Linked DNA regions of Gossypium arboreum: region 1 is linked to region 2. The links are chromatin contacts, called in public Hi-C maps. All regions are on one chromosome and are shown on one strand. Each heading gives the region's core, a stretch centred on a gene start, on an enhancer-like site or on the middle of the called end of the contact. The rest is flanking DNA. Distances are from core to core; before and after follow the strand shown. Region 1 holds the start of LOC108484393. Region 2 holds the start of LOC108486534 (serine hydroxymethyltransferase 3, chloroplastic-like).

Region 1 (6,980 bases), core at 466-2,965, 700 kb after region 2:
TTGCTTGGCTCAAGCTCAGCTTCAGGGGTGTGTCGTGGCATCCTCTGTCTTTGGATTATTTCTAACTAGGTAATCAAGTATTTTTTAAATTAAAACTTGATAGCGATTGGACTTTTATAATTTAGTCTTTGAGCTTTAATTAACTATTTTCTCTGTTAAATTACTTAATCAATCTTCAATTTTTTTTCATAACAACTTCATTAATCTTTATATTTCATCCTCGCAAACTCGATTTACAGAAATGAAGTTCTGAAACTGCATTTTCTGACACCACTTAAAATTAGGTTGTTACAAGCACTTCCAAAAGATGCATCCATTCATGCGAATAAGTTGTCTATTCATGGCCAAATGAGGCAACCTTCCTGATTATATTTTGTAGAGATAAATGCATCCTTAGTAGCATAATGATCCTAAATAAGTAAACTCCAAAACTTATCCCAAGATAGAGCCCAATAAATCAAGTAAAATCAACACATAAATCACCAAGGCTAAAAGATAAGATAAGCCTTATCCAGTAAGCAAGTCGATCGGCTCTTCTTTAAGCCATCAATTTCGATCCACAAGGTTGAGATGAAACAAATACATCCTTGGATCCATTTGCTTATGGTAAAATCCTATTAGAAGGCCCAAATAAAAAACGTCAACATCTCACATCACTTCGGTTGTCCCAAGGTCTTGTCTGAATAAGTGTTTGAACAAGAGTCGAAACATCAGTCATGGACAGCCTTGGTTTAACAATGTTTTTAAGAAAAAATATCAACACCAACAATTTAACAAGAATAATTAATGACTATTCAGACTAATTAATGACATTTATGTCAAATAAAGTATAAGGATTAATAATAATATTTAATCATAATAGAGGAATTGAAACCAAATTATATATAGACATCTATAATTGAAAATATACAAATAATTATTTGATATACTAACAGGGGTGAAAATCTTTAACTCCACAAGTGAAGTTGAGGTATTGTCATGTCTTTAATTTTTTTTTCTTTTATGAAAGAATGTGTCCTTAAATTGTAGTTAAAAAAGCAATAAATAAGTGAATATGACATGTAGCAAGATCTACACACCGGTTGAGAAGTTAAAAATTTTTATTTTATCGCTTATGTATTAAGCAATCACTCAAAAATATAATATAATAATGAAAATGAATATTGATTTAAGCCTGCAGGCTTTAACTTGGATAATATTTTGAAAGTTAATTAGATTTATCACCAGATTGTATTGTTGATTGTTTGTATCAAGGTTATAATTTTATCAATAATATAACAGTGTTCTGAATAAAATACTAATGCAGTGGTAAGATTCCATATGGATTTTAAGTCTGTGAACATCAAATTTAGGGTTTGAATCGTATAAAAATTTCCCCAAATTTGTAATGCTTGTTTCCACCTGTGCTACTTGAGTTGATGTAAAGGAAGTTTTCAATGAATTTCAAAAAGAAAAGGAGAATTTGTGTAAGGATTGACTCAATGAGATATAAAAAGAAGTTATTTTTGTATAAAAGATTAAGGAAGAGAGATTGTCTAAAAGTTAAACCCGAGATTAATATAATTGAAATTTTAAACACAGATAGGTTTGGTGAATAAATGAAAGGCAAGAGGCTTAAAGCCATGCCTTCATGTGCCAACTTAGAGAAATTTACCATAATTCAAGATTGGGCCTTCACAAAAGGAAAGAAATTTTATTTTTCTTTTTTTGGACCCTATTTACAGGTCTATGTAATCTGAAAACAGCCTCAGAAAGAAAAAGGGCCTATATAGCCCATGTTGGGAGAAGATAAAGGGGGGGGACACATATGAAACATCGTCAAATTCGAATGAAAACAAATGCAAAATCGAACATAAAGCCGAAGAAAAATATTCCCCGGAAGTATAGAGCAGATCATAAGAAAAAAAAACCCAAACATAGACAGTGGAAACAGAGAAGGAAAAGTTGACAGTTTTTCTTTCAAAGAAAAAAGAAAAAAAAAAAAGAGGAAACAATGGTTTGGATGGTGAATCAACAGGTAGGAAGAGGAAGAAGTCGAACATGGGGAGTTGCATTGCTTTGTTGGCTTTTCATCATGTTGGTTACTCCAAAGATCCCACTTTCTTACAGGAACCATCTCTATGCTGACATGCGCAACTTCGTAGGTAACTCTTTCTTTTACATCGTGTTTTCTAAGAAACAAGTGAAGTGAAGTGAAGGTATGGGATGGGATGGGATGGGATGGGATGGGATGGGATGGGATGGGATGTGGAAAAAAGAAGAAGAGAAAATTGTACATTAAAAGGGAAAATTTGCAAAATTTTATGTTTCCTCATTCATTGTTTTGCTTATAGGAGTTCCTAACACGTTGAATGTGATCACCAATTTCCCATTTCTGATTGTGGGTGTTCTTGGGTTTGTTCTTTGCCTTGGAGGAGGAAGCTTTTTCAATATAAGGTTGTTTTCTTGCCCCCTTTTTTTAAAAAAAAATTAGATTTCTTTAAGTTGTAATTTGTAAAGGATAAATTTATGACCATTTGCTGATTAACTGATGTTTATGGACGGTGGATTGGTGGCAGATTGCCAGGAGAGATGTGGGGCTGGCTGCTTTTCTATGGAGGAACTGCTAGTGTGGCTTTTGGTTCTGCTTATTATCATCTCAGGCCTGATGACAATCGAGTACTGCTGGACACCTTGCCGGTTAGCCTTGCAACTTTACTTCTTTATATTTTTTTTATTTGTTCCTCTAGCTTTCGGTTCTTGATGGTTGTTTCCATCATTCAAATGTTGTTCTTAACACAGCTATTTGCCGTAGTTGAAACCATGAACTTCAATATTATATTTTTGTCTATTCTTCGAATTTGCGCTTCATTGCTGAATGCCAAATAGTTGAAATCTCACTTGCTTTGTTTCTAATTTGGTGTTTTTATTGTCTTTTTACATAGAAAGAATCAGAAATTGCAGATGAGTTTCCATTCTATTTCATCCACAATCATAGCCCCTTTGGAATTTTACTACCATATTTCTGTCAAATGCTCCATAACATCAAATTAATTCACATATGTGCAGATGATGATTGCTTATTCCTCTCTTTTTTCTACTTTTATACTCGAGAGACTCGGAGAAAGAATTGGATTAAGTTGCCTTTTTTCACTAGTAGTTCTTGCTGTTCTAAGCACGAGTTATGCAAGGTTTGATTCTTTCTTGAGATGATCTTTTCATCTGTTCACTGAATTGGTCAATGCTTGTCATTCAGATTTCGATTTGTTTTGGCTGAATAAGACTCGATTATTGTTTGCAGAACATTTAATGATCTTCGGTTGTGCATGATATTCCAGTTAATTCCGTGCATTGCTATTCCGATCATGACATTTTTGTTCCCACCTAAATATACCCACTCTAGATACTGGCTTTGGACGGTAGGTATGTCATTTGTCTTCCTTTTCCCGCCTCACATGGAAATCCCACTTCAAGCAAATAATCATGTGGAAAAAGGGTTAGAAATTTGTGGATTTACTACAATTAGCATGCTAGGAGCTGTATGGAATATGCTTCCTTTGGATTGTCTTCTTTAATCTTTATGTCATTTGATACTCTCTCGTTCTCTCTGTTTTCGAAAAGCATTGGGAGTATATTGTATTTTCTTTCCTTGCTCTCAAGAATGTTGGTTTGCTTAAAAATACGATAACAATCTGGTACAGGAGTTTTCATCCTGGCCAAAATGGAAGCTCTAGCTGACATGAAGATATACCGCGCAAATAATTATATTATCAGTGGACACTCCTTGGAGCACCTGTGTTCTGCAATCGCCCCTGTTCTGGTTACAGTTATGCTTATGCATAGGAGCTGCAGATTCCCGAGGTATTCAAATTTTAAGGTTCAGAATGGAAATTCTTAGATGCTTTTTAGCATTTCATATGAACAAAGTTTTCCAATAATCCAAATGTAATGACTGAAATGCTTCTTTCATTAAGGCATTTGGAAGTGTTATTACAATGTCCGAGTGTTTGCAAGGGCTCAATGTGTTTCATTTTGGTTCTATATATTTCTTTGCATTGGGAATCCTATCCTTTTTTTTGTTTGTTTGTTTGAATTACTTGAGTCGATTGTTTAATCTTCACACTGCTATGCAGTTAAGACATCTTTATTTTTTTTAACTGCAATGAATGGATCGAGTTCAAGATGTCCTTGTAAATTATTTGATCTTTATACAAATTACATTTTGTTGCTGATGACTTGCAGAAAAAGTTATTGTTTTCTCTTACTTGGTAGTGGAAGTCATGACAGATTAGGTGAAATCAAAGAATGTCCCTGATGAAGAATTCAAAGAGGATGAAGGCATTCCTATGGCAGCATTCACTGTGATTGAGAAATTTTTATACGAAGAACCATGGGAGCTGACAACAAATGACATGATTACCATTTAGTTCTGATGAAGAACTTGATGAAATTTCTTCTCCCATGCTTTCTGCATTACTCTGGATCCGCAAAGAACAAAGGCAAGTAGAATCCATTAACCATCCACCTTTCCGGATTTGCACTTTAGACCGAGTTGGTTTCTGGGTGTCAAATCATGATTCGTGACCATACTATAATATACATTTTGCTAGCATGGTGTCTCCTTTTTTTGCCCATTTTTCATAGTTTTACCATACAAGTCTTATAATGTGACATGAATTATACTGATTTGGTGACTGTGACAATGGCAATGGCCTGTGGAGAACTTAATGGACATGCTAGTGAGAGCTTCATGTAGCAAATGTCTAATTGAGATATGAACCATGAATTGTTACTCTCTTTTTTTTTTTTTCTTGGAAATTCATGCTCAAAATATTGGTACAAGATTTCCCGGTTTCATCCTCCTCTTTTTCCAGGTATGTTGGAAGTTGGAGGATAATCTTGAATGTCAATTTTGAATTGAGCTTAGTAAACTTCAAATCAAGATGCTTCTAAATGCACATTTGTTTTATTATATAATCACCAAAGTGTGTCCATATACAGGCTTGCATACTCTATTTGCCTTTTATCAATTTAAGACTGGTAAAAGGGAAGCCCTTGGCTTGAATGATCATTGTCCTTCATGGATGGTAGCTTAGGTAAGGGGAAATGACTTGGAAGATGAAGTCTCACCATCCATATCAACTTATATCGTATTACCAAATTCAGACATTGGTTTTACGGTTTTATTCAATAAGAAAAATGACATCATAACAAATGCTTGTAATTTGGTAGGAAAAAGGGAAGCATGAAATATGATGAATAGATGATCATGCTTTACCTACTACTAACTCTCAACTCAACCACCAAAACTCAATACGCCCTTTTTTCAGATTTTCTTTGGGTTGTTCAATTATAATTTTTTAGGAATTTTGTTTATTCCTCCTGAAATAAAAACCTTGAGATTATGTTATGTCCCCATTCCCCAAAACTAAAATTTAGTGAAATCCAAAAAAAAAAAAATTAAAAAATTATTAAAAGAGCCCGTTATTTTTTAAAAAATTCTACTGCCAAAATACCTAGTAATTTTACTTTGGTTTTTTATAGAATAAATATTTTACTTCGGTTTTAAGTTAATGCAAAAGGGATGGTTTGCCTACTGATATTAAACTTCTCTCTATCTGTTTTCTCTTAACAGAGAGTGTATAAAACAAAAATGATAGGTTTGTCCATGGCGGAGCTAGTAAAATGATTTTTTTCCCCTGCCCTCTTTAATAATTTATAAAAATTTAAATTAGTACTTTGACCTCAAAAATAATAAAAATTTGATTTAATTCTCTAGAAGTTATTAAAATAGTAAAATTGTATTTTTATTATAAAAAATATACAATTTAATTCGCCCTCCTACAAAATTTCTCGTTTCTTATTTTTTTTATGAAATTACATGTCAATATAATTGCACTTTTACACTTTAATAATTTATAATTTATTTGTTTCTCATATATTATTACAACTTTAATAATTAAACTTTTTATAATTTTTAAGTTATAAAGTTAATATTATTTTAAAATTTTGAAATTATTTAGAGCACAATTCGATGTAATTTTCAAAAATGAAAAATGATAGGTATCAGAAGAGTATTTACAATAATCATATTTACACCAATTATATATTCGAATTGTAAATTTTAATTTGATTCAAAATCAAAACTCGAACTACTCGATTCGATTAACTCTTAGTTCGTTTTTTCAATTTTTTCGAATGCAATTGAGTTTTGATCACTCGTAGCTTATGGTAGATTGAGGTCGATAAGAATTTTTCAGAAAATATTATCTCGAGAATCTCGGGATATCTGATGAGTGAGTGGGAAATTGTAGGAGTTGAGAGTGGTAGTGAGAAAACGCTCCACGTAGGGCGCGTTTTTCCTCTACCACTCACTCGAAAAATTTTCTGAATCAATTGTCACTCACCTCGACTATATAAAAGTATGGCTTTCAGCATTGAATGCCATAAGGCAATTTCAAGCAAACAAAATTGCAAGAAGATGAAATTCGCAAGCCATTTCGTAAGGCATAATTTTGAGTAAACACGTAATTGCATAAAGTAAGGTTCGATTTTTGTTGCTCATATATAATTACAACTCTATTTTTTGCATAATGTTTTTGTTTCGAACATGTGAAATAGGTTATTTCATTGAAAATGAGTGGACAAAATAATGTTGTTTATTACTACAGTGAAGTCCGTGATGCTGGCAATGGGGTCATTTTTTATCTGAGAACACAGCATGGTTGGCTTTCAACCTTAACATACAATTGCTGGAGTTGCGTGCAAGAATTAGGCAAAAAATTGTCAAATCCAATCAAATGAGAGTATCATCATTGAAATATCGATTTTGTGCTTCGGTTGACCTCGTCAAATATGACGCTTTTGATATCAAAGGCACAAGGTGGATGGAGGTATGGTGCAGATGCATATTACTAGTGGATCATTAATACTCGAGTTATATGCGGAGTTTGCAAACACAGATGAAGGTTGTCGAAGGTCAACATATGTTCCAGTTCGAG
Region 2 (6,403 bases), core at 2,504-5,003:
AGAAAATAGAATCATAATGAATTAATTATAATATGTATTAATATTGTAGAGAAACCACATTTAAAGTGATAAAATTATTGCTGGTTGTCATCATAAACCAACGTTTAAGTCCTACGTTACTCATCCCCTTTCATCACTACATCTCAAATTTTCATAAATCTATGGAAGAAATCAGTGTTGGATTTCACCATGTTATGATATAATAATGTTCCCAGGTCTCTCATTACTAATTAAACCTCACTCATACGCCGGGTATGGGAAACTGGGTGGTAAGTGCTTCGACTCTACTACGAAGATTGGACACCTTATCCGTCAACGAAAAATCAGGATACGAGACAAACTTCAAGAACTCTTGGACCTTTGATCCAGAAGCTAATCCCTTAGCCTCAATAGTGATTTGCACGCCCTCATGGATGAAATCAGCAATAGCCGTGAATTCCTTTTCTGTAAATCCTCTGGTAGTCATTGCAGGCGATCCAATGCGAATGCCACCCGGCACAAGTGCACTCTTATCCCCTGCAAATTTTAAGATGTATCAAGGATTGGTATAAAAAGGGAAAAAGTTAATTATAAATGAATGGTAAAAAAGGGGAATAAGGAAGAACTTACCAGGCACCGAATTTTTGTTCAAGGTGATAGAGGCCATGTCAAGTATTTTCTCCACCCGAGCCCCATCAATACCCTGTTGCAGGAGAAGTTCATTGATATAAAGGAGGCAAAAGGAGTTTAGGGTGTCTACAAGAGAATAAAAAAAACAAGAGATCCTACGCCTCTAGACTTGTCAATTGGGCAGATCAGGTTGGTTTTGATCAGGTTTATTTGGGTTTTTGAATTTTTAGGTTTGTCAGTTTAAGGTTCAAGTTATTTAGGTTGGGGCTATTTAGTGCATTTTGCGCCAAGTTATTTTGGGTTCAGGTCAAATTCGAGTTCAGATCAATTTGTATTTGGGTTGGGTGGATTCAGATTGTTGACTTTTTATAGCCAAATTGTGTAAGGTTGGTCGAGTTGAGTCAGGTTTTCAGTTTTGAGTCAATTTCTAAATGCCACTCAAGTTTGCATGTCTCACAGAGATGGTAACTTACCAATGGCCTTAGATCCACAAGCACAAGGTGATTATCACTACCACCAGAAACTAGTGTATAGCCAAGTTCAACCAATCGGCTTGCAAGAGCTCTACAATTAGACACTACCTGCAGCATGAAGTACCCATATTTTGACTTAATCACCACATAACTGTGCATTTTTTTTTTTTTATTACTCATCTTTGAAGGAAAGTACCTGATTCTGGTAAGCCTTGAACTCGGGTGATTGTGCATGTTGCAAGCAAACTGCTAGTCCTCCAATTGTGTGGTTATGAGGTCCACCCTGCATATACAAACATTATGCTTCTCATGATATAACTAGTTCCATAACTTGAAAGCCGGCAGAAGGATGGAATGGGGAATTCAGATTAGTAATAGGAGCAAAGGAGACCAATCAAACTAACCTGTAAACCTGGAAAAACAGCATTATTGATAGCAGATTCCAAATCAACTCCAAGAACAGGGTCCTTCTTGAAGAAGATCATGCCACCTCTTGGACCTCTCAAAGACTGGAAATGAGTAAAGAAAATCAAGTAGGTTATTCAAACGAACATATTAACACAAACAAAGTAATAGTACTATTTGGAACACACAAGTATCAGTGAGATTATTGGCAAAGCAGCTTATTTAAATTCTAATGCACATGATAAGTAAATCATGATCAAAACAACGTGAAGACATTCTTCGCTACACAAGGGCAAGTGAAATAGGGAAAGAATCAAGCGAGATTTACCATGCTACAAGGTAGTAGATTTTCTCAAGTTACCTTAAATATTAATGTTTCAACAAGCAAAACTAGCACTATGTGAAGTGAATTTAACATGCATATGGTTCAAGACAGCATTTGAAAATATTCATCCCAAACCTTGTGTGTGGTTGTTGTCACGATATCACAATATTCAAAGGGGTCAGCAACTACAGAAGCGGCAACAAGGCCACTTATATGAGCCATATCCATCATGAGAAATGCACCAACAGCATCTGCGATCTTCCAACAGATATCAATTCCAATTAAGTTAAATGCTTAAAAAAAGTCACTAAATGATAGTAAAGTACGGCAGACTATATAGCACAACCAACAAGCACATCAATGCTTACCTTCCTCATGCGAGGATAATCAAAATCTCGAGGATATGCACTGGCACCACAGATTATGAGTTTTGGTCGAAAGAGGGTAGCTGTTTTCTCAAGCATGTCATAATCAACTAGGCCTGTTCCAAATTTAAGACAAATCAAATCAACCACCAAGCAAGCATACCAACCACTAAACGAATTAAGTCTTAACAATAACGATGAGTTACCTGTGGATTCATCAAGCCGATAAGGCATTGACTCGAAATAGATTGATGTACCAGATACACGTCTTTTAGGAGTCATAAATCCATGTGACAAATGTCCGCCATGTGGTAAGTCCAAACCCTATACCAGTTACATTAAGAATCATTTATATGTGCACTATCGAACAGAGAGAACTAAGTTACAGCAGCAGAGTTCGGCAGAAGTATCTTACCATTATTCGATCATGCGGATTAAGAATTGCTGTATAAACCTCAAAATTAGCAGGAGAACCAGACAATGGTTGAACATTAACGCCCCACTTATTTTCATCCAAATGAAATGCTGCCAAAGCCCTCTTTTGGCAAAGTATTTCAAGTTCATCAATGTACTCATTGCCCCCATAGTACCTGCAATAAAAATTAAGATCATTAGCTGCAAATAATAAATCCAAAAACACAAAGATCACATCTCTATGCATTTAGCTTAACTCGATATACCTTTTACCAGGTAGTCCTTCGGAATACTTGTTTGTGAGACATGACCCAACTGCCTCCATTACTGCTCGGGATGTAAAGTTCTCTGAGGCAATAAGCTCAAGGCTTTTGAATTGCCTCTCTTTCTCCTTGTTAATAATAGCACGAACCTCGGGATCGGCTTCACTGAGGCCATGGTCCACAAATCGGGTTTCGACCACAGGGAATGAGTCCGAAGAGGGAGGCTTTCCAGTAACCAAGCTGCTTTCAAGTTGAGCTCTACAGGGTTTGACAGAGTTGAGCTTAAGACCATACCCTTTTAAAGGAAAAATTGGTCTATTCCCTTTGACCCATATGGGCTGTTGCAAAGAACCCATCATTGCAGCTCCATTACAAGCCTGCATTTTGACTTCCCACTAGTATTTCTCACAAATAACCTGCAAATTTACAACAGAATAACAAATAGATTAAAATAAGAAATTCAATTCATCATCAATTAATTTATATGTTAAAGCAGAAAATGAACAGCTATTAAGACTTAAATAATCCCATGAGATACAGGCAAAAAGAAAAAAAGGTATTTTCCTTTTAGAACTTGATCATTACCAATTCTTCTGTTAAGCCAAAACACGAAAACTAAAGAACAGCAATCTATCTTAAGTTAAAATACAGATAATAAACAAATATCTCAATAACTGGATATGAAAATTAGAGAGAGCAACGAATTAAACAAAATTTTAAGAAAGAAGGAATAATTCAAGAAATATAGAAAGAAGGGCATACTTGTTGGAAGGATTCTCTTTTTTTTTTTTTCTCGCGTTTTCTTTTTGGGTGCAATGGATTGAAGTGGCTCAAACTCTAAAACCCTAAAAGTCGACAGCGGTTTGCTTTAGTATAGTGGCAAAGAAGAAAATTAAAGAGGGTTAATTGCAGGATAAGCCCTACATTATGATCCAAATTTAAATTAATCCATAAACCTTAAAAGGTTGAATTTGATTTATCAAAGTATTAATATTGTATAATCGTATCTTTCCATCATCCTAACATCGATTTCAACATTAAATTTTGACGTAAAGTATATTTAAAGTCGATAAATAAAAATTTTAATATCTAAATTTTTATTACATGAATAATTTAAATTTGATGATTTATAAAAGATTAGATATTATCACTAAATTTTACAAAGACTTTTTTTAATGTGTTATATTTAAACTATCAATGTAACAAATATAAATGTATTTATAATTTGAATAAATATAAATGTATTTATAATTTGAATAAATTATTTTAAATATACTTCGTGTCAAATTTAAAATAATATTTGATATTTAAGTTAAAAAATCTAATTAATATAATATTAACACTTTAATATTTCAATTAAAATATTTTAAATTTCAAATACTAATCTAGCGAATAACCCTAATTAATAAATAAATGTAAAAGAAAATGAAAAAGACGAACGGCGCCGAAAATGGATTGGATAGCGGAGATTTGGGTAGTTGTCTTATGAGGGTTGAAAAACCTCCATGCGGGTTGTTCCATTGGATCTACTCGTATGTACCTGCTCTGATGTTGCCACTTGTCCTACTAAGTCCTGATTAAGTGATATTGGGGGGAAATCAACTACATGAAAATGCCAGTCTTCAATTATGCTAAGAAAAAAAAAAAGTGTAAACCAAATTTGTAAGGTTTACCAAAAATGCTAATGGTTAGAAATTTGGGTAAACTATGTAGAAAGTTACTAAATTGTTAATAAATTTATCTTGTAGTTACTTAAATTTAAAAAATTATAAAATGATAATTAAATTATTTAAAAGTTTTTATATAAATTATTAAATTGTTAAAATTATTGTTATATGGCTTTCTCCGTTTATACCGTCTGCACCAATTAAAATCTTTTTTTCTCCTTCTCTTTTACAATTTAATTTTTTTTAAATGAATAATTTTGGAACGTAATGAATTTACGAACTAAAAATTAAATAGTTTTTTTCTCTGATCCTCCACACTAATTATCAAATCAACTTGAATCTAATGTATGTTTTCTATTCTCGATGAGTATTGATCTATCATATCAATCATTAAATTGTGGTTTAGAGTTCACCAATCAAACTTACTCAAACTACTCCTCTTTCTCCAAGCTTATCTTCCACTATTCTCCATCAGTTTTGATCAAATTTAGGAGGTCTCAAGAAATTAACTATAACTATGCAATTAAAAACTAGTTTAAACGAAAATTCTGACCTTCCATAATGGTCTTTAGGCATGTCTTAAAACTGAAATTTTCAAATAATAGCAGAGAATATTCAACGTAATTTCAATATAAAAAAATTGAAGAAGCCAATGAACTAAGCTGGCGGAAGAAGAGACGACCAAGTTACCAACTCCACCTTTCATACTATTAATACACTGGATTAAAAATATTTTATATATTACAACACCACCGCACACTTGATGGAGATTAAATCTTATAACCTTTAATTTTTTTCCTATATATTTATATATTATATTTTTTCTAAATTTTAAATAATATCTCAATATTTTTGTATTATTATTATTTTTATCATTTTCAAGTGTCACAATTAGACCTGATCATGAATCGAGTTTGGGTGGAGCTAATGCAAATTTTTAGGCTTGTTTTCTAAGTCTCAACTCGAAAAATGGACTTAAATTTTGTTTAAGCCCAACCTAGATAAAAAAATACTAACTTTGAGTCCAACTCGGCCCGGCGTATTAAAAAATTTATATTATTTTTTATATAAAAACAAATTTTAAAAAGTAAACATCAAATACACTAAAAATATTAAAATAAATTATTCTCAACAAATTGAAAATACATTTTAAGAAAAAGTCTTTATATTTAAATAACACTACAATAGTTACAACTTAGTAAGCAAATGCCTCTAAAATAGTAAGAAAATTAATTGTAAAACAAGAGTTATACAATATCCAAACAATAACAACAGAAAAATAGTAATATAATAACAAAATGGCAACAAAACAACATTAAAATGTCAATAAATAACAATGAAAAATTTTAGGCAAATTCGGGTCAATCCAGGCTCGAGCCAAAAAAATCTTACCCGAGGCCTGACCCGTTTAGAAAATGGGCCTTTTTTTTGTCTAAACTCATTTTTCAAGTATATATTTTTGCCCAAACCCTCTCACTTTTTAAGTGGGCTTTCGAGCTTGAGCGAGTGGCCCAACCCATGATCAGGTCTAGTCACACATGGTAAAGATACTTGAAAAAACAAAAAGAAAAGGTCATTAATGTTAACTGTCAAAGAATCTTTTTAATGCATTTTACTCATTTAGATACTCAATTGAGTAAAAAAACAAAAGCTTAATTACTTTTTTGAAAAAATTCAAAAGCTTTTACACCCTTAATCCTTCTATTTTTTAAGTATATTTACCAAGTACACCAACAATAAATTTTGACAAAAAATAATAATTATGTCATCTATAAAGTAAAATATTTAAATAAAAATAAAAGAATTTAATCTTAGATAAACCATAAAAATAGTTACTTAACTATTAGCGTATTTCTATTTTGATCATATAGGTTTAAAAATT

What was found. A called contact is a pair of places that touch in the nucleus more often than the background predicts.
Region 1: a Hi-C map of leaf shows a contact between it and region 2, with 6 times the contacts expected there. The contact joins the promoter of LOC108484393 here to the promoter of LOC108486534 in region 2. A contact is called at or near these places in 3 of 5 Hi-C or Micro-C datasets (all in leaf).

What each region holds. Positions count from the first base shown.
Region 1 is chr6:110,649,353-110,656,332 of ASM2569848v2, forward strand. It overlaps LOC108484393, which reads left to right and starts at 1,716. Exons shown (of 7, transcript XM_017788165.2): 1 at 1,716-2,144; 2 at 2,334-2,436; 3 at 2,559-2,679; 4 at 3,049-3,170; 5 at 3,281-3,402; 6 at 3,681-3,840; 7 at 4,222-4,956. The coding sequence starts at 1,994. The coding sequence ends at 4,294.
Region 2 is chr6:109,949,427-109,955,829 of ASM2569848v2, forward strand. LOC108486534 (serine hydroxymethyltransferase 3, chloroplastic-like) reads right to left here and starts at 3,754. Exons shown (of 11, transcript XM_017790637.2): 1 at 3,617-3,754; 2 at 2,858-3,270; 3 at 2,593-2,767; 4 at 2,384-2,501; 5 at 2,181-2,293; 6 at 1,948-2,070; 7 at 1,487-1,591; 8 at 1,279-1,365; 9 at 1,083-1,190; 10 at 610-682; 11 at 1-516. The coding sequence starts at 3,237. The coding sequence ends at 242.